Linked DNA regions of Gossypium hirsutum: all the other regions are linked to region 2. Evidence: chromatin contacts called from public Hi-C data. All regions are on one chromosome and are shown on one strand. Each heading gives the region's core, a stretch centred on a gene start, on an enhancer-like site or on the middle of the called end of the contact. The rest is flanking DNA. Distances are from core to core; before and after follow the strand shown.

What was found. A called contact is a pair of places that touch in the nucleus more often than the background predicts.
Region 1: a contact with region 2 is called in a Hi-C map of leaf, with 4 times the contacts expected there. The contact joins the promoter of LOC107901595 here to the promoter of LOC107901634 in region 2. A contact is called at or near these places in 20 of 34 Hi-C or Micro-C datasets (anther, callus, cotyledon and 5 more).
Region 3: a Hi-C map of leaf shows a contact between it and region 2, with 7 times the contacts expected there. The contact joins the promoter of LOC107901604 here to the promoter of LOC107901634 in region 2. A contact is called at or near these places in 18 of 34 Hi-C or Micro-C datasets (anther, callus, fibers and 4 more).

What each region holds. Positions count from the first base shown.
Region 1 is chrA11:35,466,641-35,470,528 of Gossypium_hirsutum_v2.1, reverse strand. LOC107901595 (probable inactive receptor kinase At5g67200) reads left to right here and starts at 2,189. Exons shown (of 2, transcript XM_016827662.2): 1 at 2,189-3,756. The coding sequence starts at 2,334.
Region 2 is chrA11:35,809,801-35,813,584 of Gossypium_hirsutum_v2.1, reverse strand. LOC107901634 (cysteine proteinase COT44) reads right to left here and starts at 1,273. Exons shown (of 4, transcript XM_016827711.2): 1 at 604-1,273; 2 at 277-515; 3 at 31-171. The coding sequence starts at 1,051. It overlaps LOC107901623 (probable beta-1,4-xylosyltransferase IRX14), which reads right to left. Exons shown (of 3, transcript NM_001326906.1): 3 at 3,113-3,338. The coding sequence ends at 3,113.
Region 3 is chrA11:35,529,447-35,533,337 of Gossypium_hirsutum_v2.1, reverse strand. It overlaps LOC107901604 (protein IRX15-LIKE), which reads right to left and starts at 2,353. Exons shown (of 1, transcript XM_016827674.2): 1 at 875-2,353. The coding sequence starts at 2,075. The coding sequence ends at 1,110.

The sequences.
Region 1 (3,888 bases), core at 940-3,439, 340 kb after region 2:
TATTAATTTAGAAAAAAACTCTGATTTTGTCCCTTTTTTATTTTTATTTTCGGATTTTATTTTTTAAAATATATTATTTTCGTATTTTGTTTTTTTATATTATTTTAGTACATAATGTTTCATGTATTATTTTATTATTTTATATTAATTTAGTAAAAATCTGTGACTTTGGCCTTTTTTTATTTTGTTTTCCTGAATTTTATTTTTTAAAATATACTATTTTCGTATTTTATTTTTTATATTATTTTAGTACATAATGTTTCAAATGTATTATTTTAGTTTTTTTATATTAATTTAGTAAAAAACTCTGATTTTGGCCGTTAGTTTTTATTTTATTTTCGGATTTTATTTTTCAAAATATACTATTTTCCTATTTTATTTTTTTATTATTTTAGTACATAATATTTCATATGTATTATTTTAGTATATTTATATTAATTTAGTAAAAAACTCTAAATTTGGCCTTTTTTATTTTATTTTCGGATTTTTTAAAATATACTATTAAGCTATTCTTTTAATATTTTTATACTATTTTTGTAAAAAAACTCATCACATAAAAAAAATCAAAATATAACATGCCAAATAAAATTAATAAAAAATATATCTAATTAACCTAAAACACACTTATCAAATAAATTAAATAAAATAATAATAAAATATTTTTTGTACATAACATAGATAGGATTTTTTACTTCAATAAAAATTAAAAATAAATTATGAATATATATAAAAAATAAAATAAATACAAACATACCTTAATATCTCTTTTTAACCAAAATATACCTTACAAAAAATTAAATTTAAAAATTAAATCAAAATCAATAAACAATAATAACATTAACAATTAATATAAATCATTTATTTCCTTAAATTAACAATTAAAAATTATTTCCTTAAAAAAAATATTACCTTTTTTTCCTTCCCTCTCTCTTCTTCTTCTTCTCCTTCTCTTTTTCTCTCTTTTTTCTTCCCTCACGAATGCCGCCTCCTCCTCCTCCTCCTCCTCTTCCTCCTCCTCCTCCTTCTTCTTCTTCACTCACGCACACAAAGAAATTGGGGACCATTTTAAGGTCCCCAAACACATAATAAAACAAAAGAAAAGGCAGTGAGGAGTCCCGTCGGTGCAGAGCAGTGACTGGTGCTGCCTGTGGGGTACCCTCCACCGGTGCCGCCTGTTGGGTATCCTCCACCCTTATTTTATTATTTTTTTCGTCATATTCTTTTTTTTAACCTGCAAATGTGTCAGAAATGTTTGGATTTGAGGGTGGTGACGCCTATGCACCACCCTCCATCACTTGCAATGGCCTATTTTCGTATATGATTTTAAGGGCATCCTATTTTAGTTTTTTTTTCATATTATTATAGTAAAAATCTCCTAGTTTAGGTTGAATTTTGATATTTTTTTATTAAAAAAATAGATAAATTAGAATTGTACCCGTTTTTAAAATTATAAATTGATAAAATATAAAAAAAATGGACTCACATAAAAAGGAAACAAATTTATTCATCTATTAAACAAAATAAATAAAATACAATCTCATAACATTCTCTAATTATTTGGATTAATTGGGTTAAATAATTGAGGCACCATCAGCTTGTATGAATCATGAGACGTCTAAGCTTAGCTGGCTGTGTTTGAAATGTTGATAAGCGTTGCAACGTGAGGATCTTAGGGTCTCTGCTCTGCCCCACTCACGGGCTACTCTATATTCTAAGCCTAACCAATTAGAGTTTGACTAATGTTTGACTTCCATCCCTCCTTACATTTCACATGACTAATATTTGTCTCCTCTCCTCCTTGGTTTTATTTATTTACTCAACTGAGTTTTCCATGCAGTCACCTATGTCTTCGCGCCTCTATTTACCATTTCAAGTTAAGGAATCCTTTTATATTTGGGTTAAACCACAATCTCGATAATTATTTTTAAATTATTTTTATTTAAATTTAATCTTTAAATTTAATAATTATTCTTATATTAGTGTATGAAATTTATGATTTTCAAATATTAATTTGGTAAAAAAAAGTTGAAAACCCAATAAAAATATAGTTGTTAAATTTAAAATCTAACTTAAATAAAAATAAATTCAAATAATTATCAAATTCAAGAAAAAAATAAAAAGAGAAAAATTATAAAATTGAAACCCAAAAAGAAAAGAAGGAATGGTAAATGGGATTTTAGTGGGGTTAAATAGAAGAAATAAAATGGAAAAGTTGAAATGAGTGGGGAATGGGAAGTAATAACTAATAAATAATAAAGGTCCAAAAAAACAAGCATCAAAAGTCCTCCAAGTCTCCCCACAGCTTCACGTGACTCTTACAAATATAATGGTTAATGGGGGAAACAAAAGCGATGGCACAAACAGGAGGAACGATGCCCCAAACCATCCCCATACCTTTCCTTCTTCTCTTCTTCTTCCTTACTTGTTTCTCTGAGCCTATAACTTACCCTCCCCAGACCAACTTAATGTTGCCATCCGACGCCGTTTCCATCCTCTCCTTCAAATCCAAAGCCGACCTCCATAACAAGCTTCTTTACGTTCTCAACGAGCGTTTCGACTACTGTCAATGGCGAGGCGTCAATTGCATTCAAGGCCGCGTCGTCCGCTTTCTCCTCCCCAATTTCGGCCTCTTTGGCACTTTTCCCGCCAACTCCCTCTCCCGTCTCGACCAGCTCCGTGTTCTCAGTCTCCATAACAACTCCCTCTCCGGTCCCATCCCCGACTTGTCCTCTCTTTACAACCTTAAGTCCCTGTTTCTCGGCCGCAACCATTTCTCTGGAACCTTCCCTTCTCCCATCTTGTTTCTTCATAGATTAACCTCCCTCGATCTTTCTTACAATGAATTGACTGGTCCCCTTCCAGTTAACTTAACCACATTGGACCGGTTAAACATCCTCCGCCTTGAGTGGAACCGGTTTAACGGAACGGTCCCGCCTTTAAACCAACCCTTCCTACTCATCTTCAACGTTTCAGGCAACAATCTTACTGGAAAAATACCGGTCACGCCCACTTTATCCAAGTTCAATACGACGGCGTTCTCTTTGAACCCTCACCTTTGTGGGAAGATTATCAACAAAGCCTGCACTACGCGTGCACCGTTTTTCGGTTCTTCTTCAGCTTCTAGTCCGGCAGTGCAAAGCCCGAAGGCCAACTCCGGAGGGATTGTAGCTCTGCCACCGCCGCATTTACCAAAGAAGAAGCACCAGAGACCTGGGATGGTCCTTGGATTTACTGTCGGCATTGCGTTGATAATATTTTCAGTTTTGTTAGCTTTAGCTGTAGTTAAAAAGCAAGGCGGTAAAAAGAGAGTAGAGTCGAAAGAAACTAAGCCAACAACAGCTTCATCCGAGGCAACGAACTCAAAAACCCAAGTGGAAGGAGTTTCGGAGAGAAAATCAGTGATAAACGAAATTCAGAAGCTGAAAAAGAGTGGGAATTTAGTGTTTGTTGATGGGGAAGTGGAAGGGTACAGTTTAGAGCAGTTAATGAGAGCTTCAGCTGAGTTATTAGGGAGAGGTAGCATGGGGATTACGTATAAGGCAGTGATTGATGGGCAATTGATTTTGACAGTGAAGAGATTGGATGCTGGGAAAACGGCAGTAACCAGCGGTGAAGTTTTTGAACAGCATATGGATGCTGTTGGGGCGCTGAGACACCCCAATTTGGTGCCTGTTAGAGCTTATTTTCAAGCTAAAGGTGAAAGGCTTGTGATATATGATTATCAACCCAACGGAAGCGTTTCCAATCTCGTTCATGGTATGCTCTTTTTTTTTTTTTAATTATCCTTTTGTCGGGTTTTTGCTTCTGCGTTTTGTCAAGTGAGTTACCGAGTTTTATGGCATTTAGTTGCAGTTGCCCCTTGAGACTGTAGGGTTTAAAGTGGGTAAA
Region 2 (3,784 bases), core at 24-2,523:
TGAAGGAGAAGCAGAACAGGTCAAGCTTACCGATTCGTAGAGTTGGAAAGCTCTGCCACTAGCTTCAATGGCGACACTCACAGGTTGATGTGATACAGCCTTCTTCAATGCCTTCTCATCATATTGAACAACATCCTCGTACCCATCAATGCTGACAACCTTAGCATTCTTCTGTTACAAATCCCAAAAAGAAAAAAACAGGGCATCAATCTCCAAACGTCGAAAACAAATAAACTACAAGATATAGTGTCATAGAATTAAGCTTTGGAAACTGACCCTCGTTGGATCGCATTGGTTATTATCAGCACCAAGGTAAGGATAGTCTTGTTCAGAGTCAATGCCACCGTTGTCAATAATGAATTGGAAGGCATAATCCATTAGGCCTCCATCGCAACCAGCGTCGTAGGATCGGTCACAATCTACTAGCTCTTGCTCTGACAAAGAGATTAGTTCGCCGGTGGCGATTTTATTTATGCCTTCAACAGCTGCAATCGTTGAAAATGCCCAGCAACTTCCTGGTCAAGTGAACGATACAGAGCGGGTAAGCTTGATATTTAAAAAGAAATTAATTTGAAGTTGAAATGAAAAAAGAAAACAGCTCACCGCAACGCCCTTGATCCTTCACTGGAGTAACGGCTCCATGATCTCTCCAGTCAAAAGATTCCGGCAACCTGTCGCCGGCGCGGGAAGCATAGCGTTGGCTGGGGTTTTTGGACTTCATGACTCGACGTTTAGGGTCACTCTTTGTACCCAAAAACATGGAACGGTACTCCTGGTTAGTTAAATCAGCGAACTTGTTCAACCCAAGTTTGTATGTGGTGTTTTTGGAGTTATGTTGGTCGATAAATTTCAAGTTATCCTTAAAGATATCGAACCGGTTTTCTTCCTCCCCTATACCGTTGTATTGTTTGCCATGTTTAATGAGCCAAGCTTGGTACAAGCTCATCACTTCATCATCGCTCCTCCAGTGATTTTGGCTGAAGCTGGTTGCCCAGGATAAGGTGAAGAAGAGGAAAAAGAGGGTGGAAATGGGTGTTACTGTGGTTGCCATGGGAGAAATGACAAGGGTTGTTATGGTTATTGGAGGGAGTGGTTTGGAGAAGAGAAAAGAGAGAGGTACGGGGTTTATATAGAAAAATGGAAATGGTAAATGTTAAAAGCATGACGGTGCAATAATTAAATAAATGTTTGGGGTCTAATTGGGGGGCCGAACCGAACTCATGCTTAGTTATGGGAGTAGAAGGGTGAAGACACTTCTGACATGCTGATGCAATTGCCACTCACTACATCTATCTCTCTGCATTATAAATTACACTAATACGATTGTAGGTCCAATTATACTTCAATTGGAATTAGACCTTTGAAATTTTACCTAAAAACTGATTCAATTTTAAATAGAATAAGTATTAAATTAAAATCTTGGAATTATTTAGTAAAAAAACCATTTGAAAAATAAATTTTAAAAGTTCATAGAGTAGGGGGACTGAAGGCAGAATTGAACCTAAGATTTAACATCACTAAAGTAATAGAAAGATGAAAAGGCCAGCCGAGTCTATATGAACTTGGATAAAGCAGGGCGGCACCAAAGGTAAATTATTGCCCCTATAGCTAAGTTGTTAAATCTTATATTACCTTTGTCTCTAAATTTAAATTAATGGATTTTATTATTATGGATTAATTTTAAATGAAATCCTTAATAAGTATTTAAGTTCAAATTTTGTTATTAGTTCAGATTATTTTATTTTTTAAATTTATCGTAAGTTTATTAACATCTTTTTCAATGCTAAAAAATATAGAATCCACAAAATTTTATTTTTTTTATATAAAAAATCTGATTGCATGTTAGGAAGAGAGTATAGCAAGTTGCAAAATACATGATATGCACTATTATAGTAGTTGTTTGGTATATTATAGTATTTGTTTGGTAGCGGTTGATCATAAGACTGCACTTGGGTAACATGCTTTGTTGTTCCTTTTTCTCAGCTTATGAAATTCAGTGCAACCTCTTTGAAATATCCCAACTTGCTTTTTTTTGTATATAAATTATCTGAATATGGATATCGCCACTCACTCCATGTGAGCATCCCGAGAGAATCATTTACTCACTGTGAGATTTCTTTTCTTTTGGTTTCAAGATATAATCTACAAATTACCTTTCCAAGCCGCAATCTATCTCGTCTCATACATTCACTTCCTAAAGGGGCGGGAAATTTCGACTCATGGGATTTCACTCTAATTGGCATTGGCATATTTGGTGAAGGTACATTTAAGAGATATTTTAGGTTATCGAGTTATGGGCTTTCAAGCTGCGCATTTAATACGGGAATCGACAAAACCCTGGTAGGTTCAGAGCAAAACTAACGGCCAATGCCATACCAAAAAAACAGCCAACGAACCTCACTCTGCCTACCCTCTTAGGTAGAATTAACAAACAACAAAAACTGAACCTTCCCGCTTACTTTCTTCACCACATCTCTTTTGTCTTTACGTAGCAACCGCCAACTACCGAAGCATCAGCTTGAAAACACTGCCTCACCCGCTCCCAGTTTTTACCCCTTTTTGCTTCATTTCCAATCTATTTAGTCCTTCCAGAAACAGACACAAGTTAAAAAACTTGCAAGCTGTGATTATCGACTGAACTTGAAGGCTTAAAGATTGAATCGTAATTTAGAAAATGTACTTTTCTTTTGTTATTTCCTGGTTTACCAGAGGCAGTTTTAGAAATGAAATGGAAATTTTTATTGTTTTTGACGTAAGACAGGACTATAATTCCTACTAAAAGATTTTATGTATAAATTTGTAACCCAAAAGCATTTCAGTATACAAGCATCTCGCAAGGGCAGAGAGAAAGGCTTAGCTAACATTCCTCAATGAAGCACAATATTGATCACCCTCAACAAACTAAAGACCCAAAAAAACATAAAAGTACAAAGAATAGAAAGAAATTTTAAAAATATTTGAAACTCTGGACAAACTCGAACTGAATTGCACGTAAAAACTGGATTGTTGTGAGAGGTGCTTCTCCATATTTACTGGTAACACCATCTACATTTGCCCCCCATTTGGTCCAATCTCATGGTGCAGCAGTTCCATAGGTTGCGGGGTAAAGATTTTAGCTTTGTTCAGAATGCCTTGTTGAAACCTGTGTGTCAGTTTTTGGTTCATGCTTTCTTTTACTTCGATGTTTTGATCTGGATGTCCTCTTTGTGCTATGCTTCACTATTGGATCTTGCATGCCCATTGCTGGTTTTTCATTAGCAGGGAGTTCCGGGGGAGCATCTGGCCATGGAGTGCGTTTTGATGGGACCGTGATCTCCAGAGGTGGGTCAATTATCCATCTGCATGATGTACAAAGTAATGATCAGATGGGCGATGCATTAGAGGAGACCAAGCCAGAGATTGATTTCCATCGTCAAACAACACGGATTTTTAAAGAAGGCAAAAACCAATTAAGAATGCAGTAACATAAAGAGTTTAGAGAACCCAAAATGGAGAGGAAACAATTTCAGGACATCAGAAATGAAAAATGAAAAGTTGGAGTAGCTAATATTCACACTTCGATGCATCTTAACTCAAAAAGTCTCAAACTAACAACTAAATCAGCGGAGTACATTGTGCATATTTTCAAGAAAACCCAAGGAATAATCATCCCTTAGTAAGAAAGTATAACAAATGCAGCAAATGTATAAGTGGTCAACAATATGATACAAGGTATTTAAAAATTCCAGCAAAAATTAACCACCAGTTGAAGATGCCCAAGTTTGAGAGAAATAATAAGATATTT
Region 3 (3,891 bases), core at 1,104-3,603, 280 kb after region 2:
TTTGAAATTAACAACTCATTTATAATATATAATATAATATAAACATCAACTAATTTTTTATATATAATATTTATATGTCAAATATTTATTTTATCCATGTATAATGTGGGTATGGTGATTTCTAATATTATAAAATGAAACAATTATTTCAAATATTTATTTTTATATGTAAAATATTTAAAATGTCATTGTTTTTTTCTACATTATGGGTATGATATTTCAAATATTTCTATAAGTGAAATATTTTAAATACATATATATATAATACTAAAATTTAAATTTTCAATATTGGAAAAAAAATTAGAACTTTCGGTAACGAGGTAAGTAAGTACAATTTGACATGTTTTAAAACATTATCTTAGTTTATACCACTTTTTCACCTTTTCACTTTAATGTATTTTATTCCGATCAATACTGAAAAAAATATTTTTTGGATGACTAAAATGAAAAAACATAGAAGTTGGGTGAATAAAACGAAAGTATAAACATAATGTATTTAATAGTTGGGTGATTAAAATGAGAGCAACCTAAAAATTAAGTGACAAAATTATAAGAATTTCATTTTGAGTGACCAAAATAAAAGCGACATAAAAATTAAATGACCAACAAGATAATATATTAATTTTAATTTGAATTACATTTCTTGAACTTTTATTTATACTTTAATTGTATTATATTATATTTGTTACACTTCAAAAAAAATCATTTTTTTAACAGGATATTTTTTAAACATTTTATTTTCTCACATAACTTTTCACAATTTCAAACCATAGTTGTTCATACTAAGTTTTCATCGTACATTATCCATCCTGGTGTTCTTTTTTTCACCTTTTATCATCAGCATACTATACCAATATACAAAGCCTAATTATGAAAGTCTTTTTTTTTTCTTTTTCAAGTTCTGGATCTTCTGATTCAATGAGCTTACAATTTTCATTGCCAAAAACAAAATTATTTTTTACACAAACACCATCCCCAACAAAGAAAAGATCCATCTATAAAATGTTTTCAAATGATGATAAATAATCCGTACGTATTCACCTTCCTTTATACCATTCTTGACACCTTGGCTTGGGACTGTATGTATATATGATCATCACATTCATGAACTAAGATGAAGATGAAGCTTTCCTTGATGTATTGATGTTCTTGTTGCGACAGTATTGGTAGCTATTCTCTTCCATTCTTTCCACCACGAAATGTGCTAGCACTTCGTTCAATTCCACCAAGTTTTCCTTGCACAAAAACTCGTCCCCAGACATCTTCTCCACATCTCTATAATAATCATGAACAAATATATGCGTCTTGGGATTGCCCCCTTTCTTGCTTCTTGCAAGCACCCCCGACGTGAAGATCGGTTGCATCCTTCCAGGGCCTTCGTCTCCTTCGCCTCTTGGCCCATCGATCAATATCAAGTCCCAATCCACTTCGTAAACATGGTTCGGTAAATCATTGATTCCCAGCTTACAATCTGAGAACAGCAGGTTTTGGACCGGCCTGCATTCGTTCCGGATCTGTACTTCAGCAGATGCTATGAGCTCTCTCGTTTCGCTTGCTTTGGTCGTGTATTGGACGTCGTAAGCGTCGATTTCCGGGTGCAACTCTTCGAAATAGGCCGCGTAGTACCGGTTTTCGTCGATGAAAACGGTGCGGCCATTGTGGTTCAGTGCTTTCCACAGGAGGGTTTCTTGTGTTAGACCGAAAACGAGGAAGTTGCATGGGGAGGAACATTTACGTAGGACATCAGAGATCGGCTTCAGCTCCGCATATGTCATGTGGAAACTGTCGTTGGATCTCGAAGCATAATGGAGAAGGGTGTTGATGACGGTGGTGGGCAATAGTGAACCACCACCACCACCAAAGGCGGACACAGATGAGCCGGGGCCTCTCACGGTTGTCCTTACGGCTGCTGTAGTTCTACCGGAAACAGACTCTCGGGTGTATATGAGAGTTAAAAGGAAGGCAATAGTGAAAAAGGAAATGAAGGCAAGGAGCCATAATCTGCTAGAGCTGCCTTGTTTTTGGATATAAGGATGGAGGAGGATTAGCTTGGTATTACTGTTACTGTTCTTCATTTCTTTTTTTCTTTTTTTTTTGCTTTTGCAATCGTGGAGAAGAATGTTTTGACTGGTGAGAGAATCAGAGAAAAATGGGGTTTGATTTAAAGAAGGTTGAAACAATATAGGATTAGGCAAACATGAAGTGACATTACGTTAAATTACATTAAAGTCAACCTAATAATATTCTAGAAAACCAAATTAAACCACATGGAAAACCATTTAAGTATTTCCTTTTTATGCTTTTGGGGTTTTGAAAAGTAGGTTGGCTTTGTTTTCACTGCAAAACTAACATGGAAGTGATGATTATTTGGGGTGAAAGAATGGTGAAAAGGGATTATCCAAAATTAGAAGTGGTATGAAAGAAACAGAGGAGAAGAGGCGTTGTTGAAGACCGGGGCCTGGTGAGGGGCAAAAGGAAAGTAGATGGGGAATATAATATTGTAGTGACCTGATAACTAATTAGAAGCCAAATGTCGCTTTTCCTTCATCAATTTTGGGTTTTATTCTCAAGTAACCTTTTTTTTATACATTTATATATACCATTTCTTAAATAATGAGTTTCCATTTGAAGGTGACAATTCACCTGCTCCAAATTTCCCATTTGCAGAAACCTGGATTTGGAATGAACAGAGTCACAGACTAAGTATGCAGGTTCTTTTATATTCCTTTAAATTAACTGATAGTCTGGTTTATAGTTATATATGAACAAAGTATAACCCAAAAACCCATATTTTTCATAACAAGTTCAGCTGATCTAAGGAATCATGTTCATTAGGAATTTATATTTGCAGGAAAGTTGTGTAAGTCCCTTTTCTTATTGGAGAGGCATGGGATTGTGCAATTATACATGTGAATCAGTGATCTCAGTGGCTTAACAGCTATGAACAGAATAGATTAACAAATGACTTGAACAGCAAGGTAATATAATCAATAGCATTACTTGTTTCAAACAAGGTTATTACAGTACAAGGAAATGGTGACAATCCTTACAGTGGCCCAGAAAAGGTAATGTCAGACCATCTTACTTTATGCTTCTAAACTTGTCGGTTAAAGCTTAGCCCTCTATAAAATTTTATTTTAGTCGCATTGGATTTTGCACATTAGTTTGTTTGTTGTTGATAGAATAATAGTATTAGATTAAATGGTTGTTTAAGTTTTTATTTTTTATTTTTAATTTAATGCTATGTTAATTATCATTCAAAATTACGGTGTAAGAACTAAAATATTATATTTTCAATAGTAGAGAGGTTAAAATTGCAGTAAACTCATCTTTTATCATTTGGATTGCAAATATAAAATATGAAGCCCTAAAAAAATTAGGTAGGGTATGGGCCAGTTGACTGAACAGTTCTCTCCTGGGTTTCACCACGCTCTTTTCTCATGTGCCACTGGTTAAACTAACATAAGGCTTCACACCATCGTTTTCAAGTGACAAAACTGAACAGATTTCTAAAAAGAAAAAAAACAACAAAGATAATATCCCCTCTCTTGTGCTTTTTTAGCCAAAGGGGCAGCTTTAATACTTTAGTTCTATGGTCCAATTAACACTTACAATTTACATTAAAGAAAACAAAACAACATTGACATGACCTTTGTGGATTGGTAACGTTCTGTTTGGCCAATAAAGCATCCATGTTTTTTGCTCATTGAAATGGAGCACAAAGCATGAAAGATTAAAGGGAAGGGCATTATTAAGGGATAAAAAGGGCACATGTTTAAGTGCATTTGGCTTCAAAGATGGGACATAAAGTTTGGGGCTTTCAACATGGGGAAGATATTCTATGACTGATGAACACTAATGAAGTAATTAAAATAAAAAAAAATTGTCAAA